Regions from separate parts of the Mus musculus genome. Here region 2 is linked to region 1. The links are chromatin contacts, called in public capture Hi-C maps. All regions are on one chromosome and are shown on one strand. The core of a region is the stretch at or near the end of the contact, and the rest is flanking DNA. Distances in the headings are between cores, read along the strand shown.

What was found. Capture Hi-C pulls out chosen DNA fragments and counts their contacts.
Region 2: a contact with region 1 is called in a capture Hi-C map of macrophages, with 2.3 times the contacts expected there. The contact joins the promoter of Tma7-ps here to the promoter of Cd244a in region 1. A contact is called at or near these places in 2 of 39 promoter capture datasets (macrophages and pre-B cells), 1 of 15 datasets of contacts at CTCF or cohesin (CD8 T cells), 14 of 484 Hi-C or Micro-C datasets (B cells, the HPC-7 cell line, bone marrow-derived macrophages and 6 more), 7 of 115 datasets of contacts at active chromatin or transcription factors (CD8 T cells, the HPC-7 cell line, bone marrow-derived dendritic cells and 4 more) and 2 of 9 other capture datasets (adipose tissue and macrophages).

Annotation. Positions count from the first base shown.
Region 1 is chr1:171,555,927-171,562,018 of GRCm38.p6, forward strand. Cd244a (CD244 molecule A) reads left to right here and starts at 3,267. Exons shown (of 9, transcript NM_018729.2): 1 at 3,267-3,459. The coding sequence starts at 3,399. It overlaps Gm35200 (a long non-coding RNA gene), which reads right to left. Exons shown (of 5, transcript XR_373705.3): 1 at 6,047-6,092; 2 at 5,363-5,430; 3 at 370-2,519; 4 at 25-241.
Region 2 is chr1:171,707,849-171,714,040 of GRCm38.p6, forward strand. It overlaps Tma7-ps (translational machinery associated 7 homolog (S. cerevisiae), pseudogene), which reads left to right and starts at 3,222. Exons shown (of 1, transcript NM_001372440.1): 1 at 3,222-3,681. The coding sequence starts at 3,240. The coding sequence ends at 3,434.

The sequences.
Region 1 (6,092 bases), core at 2,017-4,516:
AGTTAGAGCAGCCTCAGAGCTTACATGAATTTTGTCCGGTCTTGGATCCTTATCATAAAGTGGCTAGATCTTAGAAACTTCCCATCCTAGAACTTGGCAGAGCAGGTATAACTGTCACCAGGGAAGAGACTAGGATGGAGTCGCTCACCACTGTGTCTCCGTGGGAATGAGAATGCCTTCTTTAGGGAACTCATTCATCTCTTCTGCACCAAGCAATGTTGAACCACCTGGAAAAAGCAGGCTCCAAAACGTTTAGCTAAGGAGAACATTTATGTTGAAGACTCAGGGCTGGACAGGGCAGTGTATAGAAAGAAATAGCAATTCTATGTATGTGATAGGACTTGTCAGGACCATAGGATAGAAGGATACATATGGCGCTTCCTCCAGATCAGTTTCCAGGAGGTGGTGGGTCATCTATGTTTGGAAGGAAGGATGGAGCTGGTCTTGGGATCAGGATTAGTGAAGCAAATTTTCCTTTCTGGAGACAATGTCTTGCTTATATTGCTGTGCCAGCCTGTTACTCAATGTGTATTACAAGCTGGACTCTGGCTGAAGGCAATGTTCTGCCTCCTCCTCCAGTGAAAGGCAGCTTTTCCATTCACTGTTATTCATTATTGCTTCCAAAAGCTGGACCTTGTCTTCCGTCTGTCATGTGAGGAAATTAGTCCATTATATTACATCATCGACACTACCTCTCAAAGTCAAGGACACTGGTAGGCAACTGTGAGGGAGCTCCAGGGGTTGAGGGCTCTATCTTAGGATGAGACATGGGAAAAACTATGCAGGCTGAGGATAAAAAGTAGAACCTCACAGAAGTCTGCTTGGGTTGTTCAAACACTATACACGAACTTATACCTCATAGCTTATACCTTTGTCTTTCATGGGTCTGAAAGCTAGACACGCCAAGATCGGGATGCCCTCATAGTCAGGTTCTGGGAAGGCTTTTTTTTTTTTTCTTCCACCCATGGGAGAAGGAATGAGCACTGACAGGATTTTTGGAGTCTGCTGGGTCTCCTGATCCTGCTTAGAAAATAAAAACATTAATTCAATTCAGGAGAGCTCTGATCACTTCCACAAACTCTCCACTTTTTCTTCTTCTTTTTAAGATTTAATTATCATTATATGTAGGTACATTGTAGCTGACTTCAGACGCACCAGAAGAGGGTGACAGATCTAATTATAGGTGGTTGTGAGCCACCATGTGGTTGCTGGGATTTGAACTCAGGACCTTTGGAAGAGCAGTCAATGCTCTTACCCACTGAGCCATCTTTCCAGCCCAACATTCTACTTTCTAATACTACCATACAGTTGGTTACATTTTAAGATATGAACTAGAAGGGTGGGCACAAACATTCAGATTCATTTATTTATTGATCTTTTATGTCAATAATAAATAATAAACAAACAAACAAATCAGAATGTTTGATCCTAGCTCTCAGAAGGCATAGATAGACAGATCTCTGAGTTCAAGGCCAGCCTAGTCCACAGAGATAATTCAAGGACAGGCAGAGTTATAAAGTAACCCTGTCTTAAAAACAAAAACAATAACAAATAAAAAATAAAACCAAAAATCTCTTTGGGCTGGAGAGATTGTTCAGCAATTTAGAGTACTGACTACTGTTCCAGAGAACCCTGGTTCAACTCCCAGCACCCAAGGGCAGCTGGTCTGTAATTTTCAGTGCCAGGAGATCTGATGCCTTCACACAGACATAAATGTAGGCAGAACACCAATGCAATGAAATAAAAATAAACAAAAAGATTACCATACAAAGTAAGGGGTTTTATTATAGCACTTTCTTTTTTCTTTTTTTTAAATTTATTTATTTATTTTATGTATATGAGTACTCTATTGCTCTCTTCAGACACAGCAGAAGAGGGTAATCAGATACAATAACAGATGGTTGTGAGCCACTATGTGGTTGCTGGGAACTGAACTCAGGAACTTCAGAAGAGCAGTCAGTGCTCTTAAGCCATCTCTCCAGCACTTATTATGGCATTTTCACACCAGTATATTCCAGAGCTTTCTATTCAAGCTCTCAAGGATAGCTATTAATTTGGTGCTGAAAACTATCTTGAAGGGAAGCCAAGTTTCCATTTCCATGTATTGCTTACCTTCAGGGGGAAGATCATAGATTTGTGTTTGTGTGTGTGTGTGTGTGTGTGTGTGTGTGTGTGTGTGTGTGTGTGTGTGTGTGTTCACTTGGGCATGTGTGGAAGTCAGGGGTGGAGTCCATCCTCCCTCTTCATCAGGAGGATTCTGGCGATTATGCTCCGGCTGGCAGGCCTGATGATGAGCACCTTAACCCACTGAGCCATCTCGCTTACCCAACTGCTGTTGACTGTGAGGACTCAGAAAGCAATTTGGTCAGCACTACACAGGTTGCAAGTTGATGAGCTGGAGTTCAAGTCCAGGTCTTTGACTCCAAATTGACTGTCTGTCTGGTCCAGAGCATCCGTTGCTTGCCACCACTGGCAGCCACCTGTCCTATAAAGGCCGCTCTTGCTCAGTGTTGGTCGGGCTAGAAACAGATCAAAGAATGGAATGAGAGGATGGGCTTGGGAGAACCACACGTGTTTGTTGCTAAGGGGAAAAGAAGAGGAAAAGAGCAAGAGGCCTGGCTTCTGGATATGGCCTTGAAGTAAAGGGTCCTGAGGGAGTGGGGTTCGGGGTGGGGTGGGGTGGGTACCACTGACTCCACCCCTCCTTGGAGTTCAAAGGATCTCTGCTGCCTGCTCTTCTACAGGATGAATCCAGCCACGGAAGGGGGTGAGCACCACAAAGCGTTTCACATCCTTTGGTTGTGGAGGGGTGAAAGGAGGAACACAGTTTGCATATGTTGAACATTTGAGATCAGACTTCCTGGGCTCATGAGATTTTTCCCAGCAAGTCTAAATGTTATGTCTCTTCCTTAATCACCCCATATGCTCTTCCTCTTCCACGTTAGTACCTACTTACTCAGGGTTCTTCTTCTCAGGCCACCCTACCCCTAAGTTCCTTCAGACTTCTGCTTCCACGGTGTATGCTGGTTTGGGGCAGCCTGGAATAATGACTGTTGGTTTTCTTTCCCACCCTGTGGGAGCCACTAAGAATTCAGCACCAGGCTGAGGAGGACCAAGGGCTGGGATTTTGCAACTGGTTTTTTGTGAGTCACTGTGCACTCTGAGTACCCACCCACTGGAGGCATCTTAGCTTGTGGGAACCCACGTGGAGGGACTGAGGCTTTCTCGGTAGCCTTGTCAGTGCACAGCAGAAGTGAACAGCCTTCAGTTGAGGAAATTGTGGCTGGACAGGCAGTGAGGTAGTTCTGCTGTGTCCTGCTGACAGTTAGCTGCGAGCCTATTGACATCTGAGCACCTGGAGAAGACAGGGCCCCCGTAGTCTGCTCTGTCCTGTGGTGATGTTGGGGCAAGCTGTCCTGTTCACAACCTTTCTGCTCCTCAGGGCTCATCAGGGCCAAGGTAAGGATTTTTGTGTTGGTGTGGGATGGGGCCTGGCATACACCCATGGGTGCCTGAGTGTGTGAGGGAGATCAGAAGTTAGAGCCTCTGATTATGCCATTTCGATAGTCACCTGGAACACAGAAAGCCAGAGGAGAGGTTAGAGAAGGTGGTCCAGGTCCTTAGGGCTATTGTAAAGTGGGTGGAGTTTAGTCTGTATGAAAACTGTGGAAAACTGGAGCGATGTGTGTACAAGCCTTCTCTGGAGCAATGTGTGCATTAGCTTTCCCTTTTCTCGCTCTGGGAGTGGATTCATCACCAGCCATAGCTTTTTCCTTCATTCCGACACAGTTTCACACAAACACCACCTTGTCATTGTCACCTTCCCCACAGAATTCGTGTCCATTCTGAAGAAAAGGATGGTCTGGGAGTTGTGAGGAGTCCCTGGATGCTTTGGGTCTGGGTGAGGTAAGGTAGAGAAAAGAAGGTAGGACAGGCAGGGTCTCACGAGTCAGCACAGAGACTGCTCCACTTTGGGTGGGTTGGGTTGAGCCTTGCATTTCTCAGGGACTGTTTTCTAGTTGTCACTGTGCTGGAGGGGACCCCGGGAGTCCCTCTAGCAGGCCCAACTCATTTGCATTCAGCTTCTGGTCACCTTACCTCCTCTCAAATGAGGCATGAATGGAGGAATCTCTTCCTGAGGAAGAGATTTTGGCTCAGGACTCAAAGAGACTCTGGTTCAGTAGAAGTCACCCCAGGGGCAGCCAGATGATGATGACAAACCTTTCTTACTAAAGTGTGATATCTGCATATCAGTGTACGTGTCAGTGAGTCACTTTTCTGATGACTTTGGGACAATCGTGCGTTTATGTCCACTCATTGTCTACTGTCTTTCCCATAAACATAAGCAATATTCTCACTCCAAATCTCACAGATTAGTTTTGCCTGGATGTACGTGGCATCCCATGGTATGGGTTCCTGACTTCTTTTACTTGACACTTCTATGACGTTTGTCTATGTATCTTATCTCTTTGATGGGAGTTTCCAGTCCCTGCATGCCATGCATCTGGGTGAGATAAGACAACTCCATCCCAGGCTTACACCATCCTCTGCTCACTCTCTTGAGGGTGAGCACCTGATCTTTAAAATGGTTTTACAGTAGTGCCATGAGCCTTTCTGTCACACAGCAATACACCTTCAAGGTCACATCATGGGGTCTAAGTGTCTATATTCTTAGTGGGTGTTGTCAAACTGTTTCAGGAATGTTTGAGCCATCTAGTACATGGGATTTCAAGTTGTCACAAGGCAACTGGCATTTTGTTCTGTGTGCCTGTGAACAGGAAATGAAATTGCAATGATGTAGAGCCCACAAAGCAAAAGGCCAAAGCCATGGCTTGATAACTTCTTTGACATTTTGCATGCAACCCCTATAGCAGAGCCAGTCATGAATTAATTATCATATTTACAATGACTTTTCTATATTATGAGAACTAGGCAAAATTTAGCAAGGAAACAGTTGAGCTGAGGTCAATTTTTTGTTTTTAAAGATAGAATCTCTCATATTCTAGGCTGTCGTATAAGACCGAGCTTTGGTCATGGGAGGCAAGGGCCCTACTAACTAAACTACATCCCACACCCAGATTATACCCATGAAAATCTTCCAGTCAGGAAAATAGGTGTGTACAATGCCAACTCCAAGGGAAGGCAGAAGAGGCCCTGGCACTGTCAGTCAGGGTGCATTGAAAGGGAATCTGAGAGGATTCTTCTAGGAGGGGAGACAGGGGACTGTCTTGGTGTGGTAAGAGCTCAGAAAAACGAAGAAAGTGAACCAATCCAGGCACAGAAATAGCCTGAAGAAAAGCAAGAAAACCAGGAGTTAGAGTGAGAGGCATAGTACTGAAGTTGTCTTGGAGAAAGCAAATACCTGAGTGGACTGGGAATGGGAAGGGACACAGCCAGGCCAGTTTTGACAGACAGAGACAATCAGCTTGCCTGCAGACAGAAGAGGCTGTGGTCAGTCAGGACAGAGCTAATGAGGAAGTGGGCTGTGGCTTCTGCAGGATACTCATTATTTTGTGAGTTTGCCTTAGCTGGTCATGCCAAGAGCTCACAAGGCTCTATTCCTTTCTCAGCATTGACCTAATCTGTTGTCCACCCCCCACCCCCCGCACTCCCAAACCTTTTTGCACAAGCCCAACTGAGAAAAAAACCTCAACATTCTTTTGCAGGCTGGTGGGATTATACCCCTGCTCCCACCCCTGCTCCACCCCAAGCTTCAGCCATCTGAGACTTTCCCCTTCCCCCCCCCCCGGAGCCTCCCCCCCCCCCCCCCGCCGGACTCAGGCCTCCCAGCTTCCGGTGAGCTGTAAGTCTTGGTTGGAAAAAGCTGGGCTGAATCTTGGCTGTGGTGTGGGAGCACGGGTGACCCCCTGCTAAGTGAGTCAGTCATACCCATTGACCATTCTTTCTCCTTGGTGCACACCCAGCACCCTGCCAAGCTGTACTGGAGTTCATCAACTGTCCTCATTCCCCGCCCCCCCACCGAAACTGCAGTAGAGTCCATCAAATTGCCCCCCCCCGTTCTTCTTCTATAGACTTAATATTTTACCTCATCCTGTCTAAACCACCGGAAAAGAGCCCCCAAGGCTGTGAGC
Region 2 (6,192 bases), core at 1,972-4,471, 150 kb after region 1:
GTGTTGGAATTCCACTGAGGATTGTGTTGAACCCATAGATTGGTTTTGGTAGGATAGCCACTTTTGCTATATTAATTCTACAGATCCATGAGCATGGGAGAGCATTCCATCTTCTGGTATATTCTTTAATTTATTTCTTCAATGACTTGAAGGATTTTTTTTTTGTCATACAAGTCTTTCAGTTGCTTGGTTAGAGTTAACACAATATTCCTTATATTATTTAATACTATTATGAAAGGTGGTGTTTTTCTGATCTTGGCCCATTTGTCATTTGTATATAGGAAGACTACCGATTTTGTGAGTTAATTTTGTATCTAGCTACTTTGCTGAAAGTACTTATTGGCTGTAAGAGTCCCCTGGTAAAATTTTTATGGTAATTTATGTATACCATTTTATCATATGCAAATAAAGATACTTTGACTTCTCTGTTTCCAGTTTGTATCCTCTTGATCTCTTTCAGCTGTCTAATGCTGTAGGCAAGACTTCAAGTACTATATTGAATAGGTATGGAGAGAGTGGACAACCTTGCCTTATTTCTGATTTTAGTGGAATTGCATTGAGTTTCTTTCCATATAAGTTGATGTTGGCTATAAGTTTGTTACAAATTGCCTTTATGAACGGGGCAGTTCTGATGCTAAGCTCTTGTTCACCAATTGGTTCGTGATTAGTAAAGAAACCCAGGGGCCAATTGCTGGATGGAAGATACAGGTTGGACTTCTGGGTCCCAGGAGGAAAAGGAAGGGAAAAGAAGGGAGTTTCTGCAATGCTTTGGAGGGAAAAGAACACAAACCATATGAAGTGTTGAAGGGTCAGGGGGAACTGGGGTCTGTGACCACAACTATAGGCAGGTGGCCAAGGATGATTGATAGGGGCTAGGTGGGACTAGCCATTGAAGTTTAGGGCAGGTGGAGAGATGGAGATAATAAATTGGTAAGGGCATACTTTTCCAGGTGGGAGATAGTAATGCCCTGCAATTTTGCCAAGAAGGCAAATTGTGAGGGAATAAACTCGTGTGTGTGTGTGTGTGTGTGTGTGTGTGTGTGTGTGTGTGTGTGTGTATCTTATCTGTGGATTCAACGAAAGCTGGGAGGGCTTCTGGTAGCTCTGTCGCCCCCCCATACATCCAAGAACTAAAGGTGGGTAGAGCAAAAGGGAAGACAGATGGGGGCCATCCCAGAGCTAAGGCGGTAGCATAAAACTACATGCAACACCTTTACTATGTTTAGGTATGTTTCTTGTATCCCTAGTTTCTCCAGGACCATTATCATGAAGGAGTATTGAATTTGTCAATTCTGCATCGAATGAGATGATCATGTGGTTGCTTTTCTTTCAGTTTGTTTATATAGGAGATTACATTTATTGGTTTTTATAGAATGAACCATCCTTGTGTCTTTAGGATGATATCTACTTGATCATGGTTGATGATCTTTTGTATGCGTTCTTGGACCCAGTTATTGAGTATTTCTGCATGTATGTTCATAAGGGAAATTCATTTGTAATTCCCTTTCTTTGTTGAGTCTTTATGTGGTTTGAGTATCAGGATAACTGTGGCCTCATAAAATTAATGTTTCTTTTGTTTCAATTTTACGAAATAATTTGAGGATTTGCCATCAGTTCTTCTTTGACAGTCTGGTAGAACTGTATGCTAAATTGTCTGGCCTTGGGCTCTTTTTGGTTGGAAGCTAAATGACTGCTATCTCACTGGGGAGTTATGGTCCTGTGTAAATTGATTGTCTGGCCTTGATTTAACTTTGGCAAGTGGTACCTTTTGAGACAATTATCCATTTCTGAGATTAGATATTTAAAATACATTTAAATTAATTAAAATATGGGGTACAGATCTAAACAGTGAATTATCAATTATCAATAGGGGAAACTCAAATGGTCGCGAAGCATGTGGAGCTGTCAGGGAAATGCAAATCAAAAATTTCTTGAAATTCCACCTTACACCTTCACAAATGGCTAAGATCAATAATATAAATGGAAGTGCAAGATTACAAGGATGTGGAATGGGGAAGCACTCATCCATTTCCGGCGGGAGTTTAATCTTGTACGGCGACTATGGAAATCAATATGGCAGTTTCTCAGAATGTTGGGAATTGATCTACCTCAAGATCAAGCTGTACCAATCTTGGGCTTATACCCAAGGTAAGCTCTATTCTACCACAGGAATGCATGCTCAACCATGCTCACTGCTGCTCTGTTTGTTATGGCCAGATACTGGAGGCAGCCTAGATGCTCATCAGCAGAAGAATGGGTAGGGAAAATGTACATTTGCACAGTCAAGTGTAAGCCAGGTGTTCAAGAGAATGACATCATGAAGTTTGCAGGCAAATGGGTAGAACTGGAGAAGGATGCTTAGGGAGGTAACTCAGACTCAGAAAGATAAATATGCTGGGTGTTTGTTTGTTTGGATATTGGCCATTATATAGGTGTTAGCCAAGCTGTAGTCTGTAGACCCAGAGGGACTGGGTGTTGAGGAGGGGTCTAGTGGAGGTCATATGTATCTCTTTGGAATGGGGAAATGTAATGGATTTTGTGGGTGAACTGGGGGCAGTGGAGACAGAAATGGAGGGGGTGTCTTCTTGGAAAGGGGACAGGATATAGAGTTGAGAGAGAGGTTGAGAGTTGAGGAGAGTTGGCTGGAATTAATGAGTATTTGAGGGATGACGTGGAAGCCTGGTGGGGGTCTTTTCGGTGGGAAATGCAAAATATCAACTGGCTAACTCTTCTCACCAAACAGGGTTTTCAGTAGTGGGCCTGGGTTAATTTCAACTGAGTGGATGGCTAAGAAGTTCCAATGGAAGTTCTCTGAACAACTCAGGCTGTTGCTAAGACACTGAATGGGTTCTCTCCACAACCTGACAGTGGGTCCCATTGTGGAAGATAACACCCACACAGCTCATTGAACATGGATAACTCGAGCTGGCATGTACATGGAACCTTTACTCCTGGGTTCTGGTGTTTTTGGTGCAGGAAAGTATTCTGAAGGCTACCAGAAAAGAAATGTAACCGTCCACTCAGTCACAACACTTTTGACCTACAATCTGTCCTACCTACAAGATATGCTGAGGCAACGGTGGCACAAAACTTGGAATATTCAACCAGTGTCTGATTTGACTTAAGGCACACCCCATGAGACAGAACCCATGCCTGATCCTGCTTGTGTGACCAAGGGCCAGAGTCTGGATGACCCAGAGACCTAGATTAAAACCAAATACTGAGGGGCTGGAGGCGCCATGTCGGGCCGGGAAGGTGGCAAAAAGAAGCCCCTGAAACAGCCCAAGAAGCAGGCCAAGGAGATGGACGAGGAAGATAAGGCTTTCAAGCAGAAACAAAAGGAGGAACAGAAGAAACTCGAGGAGCTAAAAGCCAAGGCTGCCGGGAAGGGCCCCCTGGCCACAGGTGGAATTAAGAAATCTGGCAAAAAGTAAGCTGTTCCTCACATCTGGGGTGATAGTGACCCTCCTCTTCCATTCCTATTTAAACATCTGGATTCCCTGCCATAGCATCTTTGCCACCTACAGCTAGAATGAAGTGTTATCCTGTGCCCAGTCAAACATCTGGATTCCCTGTCATAACATCTTTGCCATGTAATAGCTAGAATGAAATGTTATCCTGAAGCCTGTTGTACATTGTAATAAACTTTTGTAAAAAAAAAAATGAATAAAGTAAATAATGCAATGAAAAAAAAAAAAACCCAAATACTACTGGTTTCAAGGGGGGGAAAAAAACTAATGATAAGATGACTCCTAAGGATATTCTGCTATACTCATAGATCAGTTCCTTATTTAGTCATCCTTAGAAAAGCTTCCTCTGGAAGCAAACTAGAACAGAAATAGAGATAGCCAGAGAGGAGAGGAGAGGGGAGGCAGAGGAAAGGGAGAGGGGAGGGAGAGGAATTTTACTTGGTGTTTTTCTTTGCCACTTTCAATAGTCTTTATTTGTTCTCTTTGTATAGTGTTTTGATTATTATGTATAGAAAGGGATTTTCTTTTCTGTTCTAATCTTTTTCGTGTTCTCTACACTTCTTGTACTTTGATGTACATCTTTAGGAAAATTTCCTATGATTTTGTTGAAAATAACTTTTGGGCCTTTGAGATGGGTTTCTTTTCCTAACTCTATTCCCATTATTCTTAGATTTGATCATAGTGTCCCGGGTCTCTTGAATATTTGGTGAAGTGGAAACTTCTAGTTTCTTTGGAAATTTAGTAGGTGAAATATGTTTTGCTGGGGCACACAGGTGAAAGGATTCTTGCTAAAGCAGACAGGTACGTGAAAGGACACTTGATGAAGGAATATAAATATGACCCCACAGACAGTGGGAGACAAGCACTGAGCATTGGTTTGGTTTGCTCCACCTCACTGTTCTTTACGCTGACATTGAGAGAAGCTTATCCGAGAACTGCTCGTGAGGTTCCTGTAGCAGTCTGCTGCTTCTGCGGCCTCACCTCAGGCTGGTTGGTGCGCCTAATGGTTCCTTCAGGATTGAACTACAACGGCTGGTTCGTGCTGAAAGGACTGGACTGTAGCTGCCAGTTCATGCCTGGTGTCTGCCTGCCTAGAGGACTGGTCTGCAGCTGCTGAGTCGTATTTGGTGTTTGCTATGGGACAGAACTGCTGTCCAAGAAGACTGAGCTTGCCTCAAAGAACTATGGCTGAATCGGTCCACTTCTCCCACATCCTAATAACTTTTCTCTTCCACTACCTCTGCTGAGTGGTGGGATAGAGCCCTCCTTATTAAGGATTGAGCCCTTATTAAAAGTAGGTTGCAAAAAAATTATTCTTACAACTTTGTCAAGAGTATTTCCTTTGACTGATATATCCATTTCTATCATATCTTCAACATCTGAGATTCCCTCTTCCATCTCTTGTAATCTGTTGGTTAAGCCTGCCTCTGTAGTTCTTGTTCAAATTGCTAAATGATTCATTTCCAGAATGACCTCAGTTTGGGTTTTCTTGATTGATTCTATTTCCGTTTCTGGGTCTTGAATAGTTTTATCCATTTCCTTCCACTGTCTGTGTCTTCCTTGGTTTCTTTAAAAGGAATTTACTCAGGATCTCTACCTTCTTTCCTTGTGCCTCAGCTATGTTGAAATATTCAGGGCCTGCTGTGATAAGGTTGTTGGAATCCAGTGGAGACACATTGTCCTGGATGTTATTTATTGTATTTTATGCAGGTATCTGGATACCTGGGATTGAGATGATTATAGATTTAGGTGCTGATTTCTGTTTTTTGGTTTGGTTTGGGTTTTTTTGGGGGAGGGGGGTGAATCATTCCTTGATTTCTGTTTCCTTTGTGGATTTTAGGAGAATATAATGGCTGTGTGTTGTCTGATAGGAAGATTTCTGTGGACCTAAAGCTCCCCCAGCCCCAGGACTATTTATTCACTTATTTGCCTACTGATTCACTCCTGAGACTGATCACAAAGATCCAACTACCAAAACACCAAGGTCCAGCAATCAAAATTCATTATTTGGTTACCCCTGGCTAACATGTCCAATCAGGACTTACCAACTCATCTCAACACAGACTTTCCCCTTTTCTCTTCAAAAACCACTCCTGCAAAAACACCTGCTGATGTCTTTGCTGGTCCAGAGGCAGCCCCCACCTTCATCCCTCCTCCAGGGTGATAAATCTCCTTTGTACTGACAATTTGTCTGTGTGTGTTCTGTGCTGACTCTGGGATCTTCGCTTCCCTTTTCTACACACTTGATTGTCAAAGTCTGTGCTACTTGCTCACCAAACTATGTTATTTTTTCTTTAGTCATCAGAAAAATGTCTTTTTTTTTCCTTTGCATCAGCTTTAGTCATGTGGTTGCTTCTAATCAACAAAAAATGTGACATTGATGTGGCAGTCTGGGAAACAGAATGACATAATGCAAGGAACAGGTTGGTTGGAGAGCACCTACCTCATCTACACCGCAAATACAAGCAAGAAAACTTGGACTTTGTTTGGTACCAGAAGTTGGCATATACTGCTCAAGATAGCTGCTCTCTCCCCCTCAGCCCAGCCCACAGTTCCTTCCCAACCTCAGATCTCAGCAGACTGACTTCTTCAATTGGATTATCCCAGCCTCCTTAAGGCAGCAGATGGCCTCCTTCAATTGGGCTAACTCAGCCTCCTGTCTAGATGTAGCACCCTTTTCTCACCCCCAGTTTTCCTGATGGGAGAGGAGGAATGGAATGAC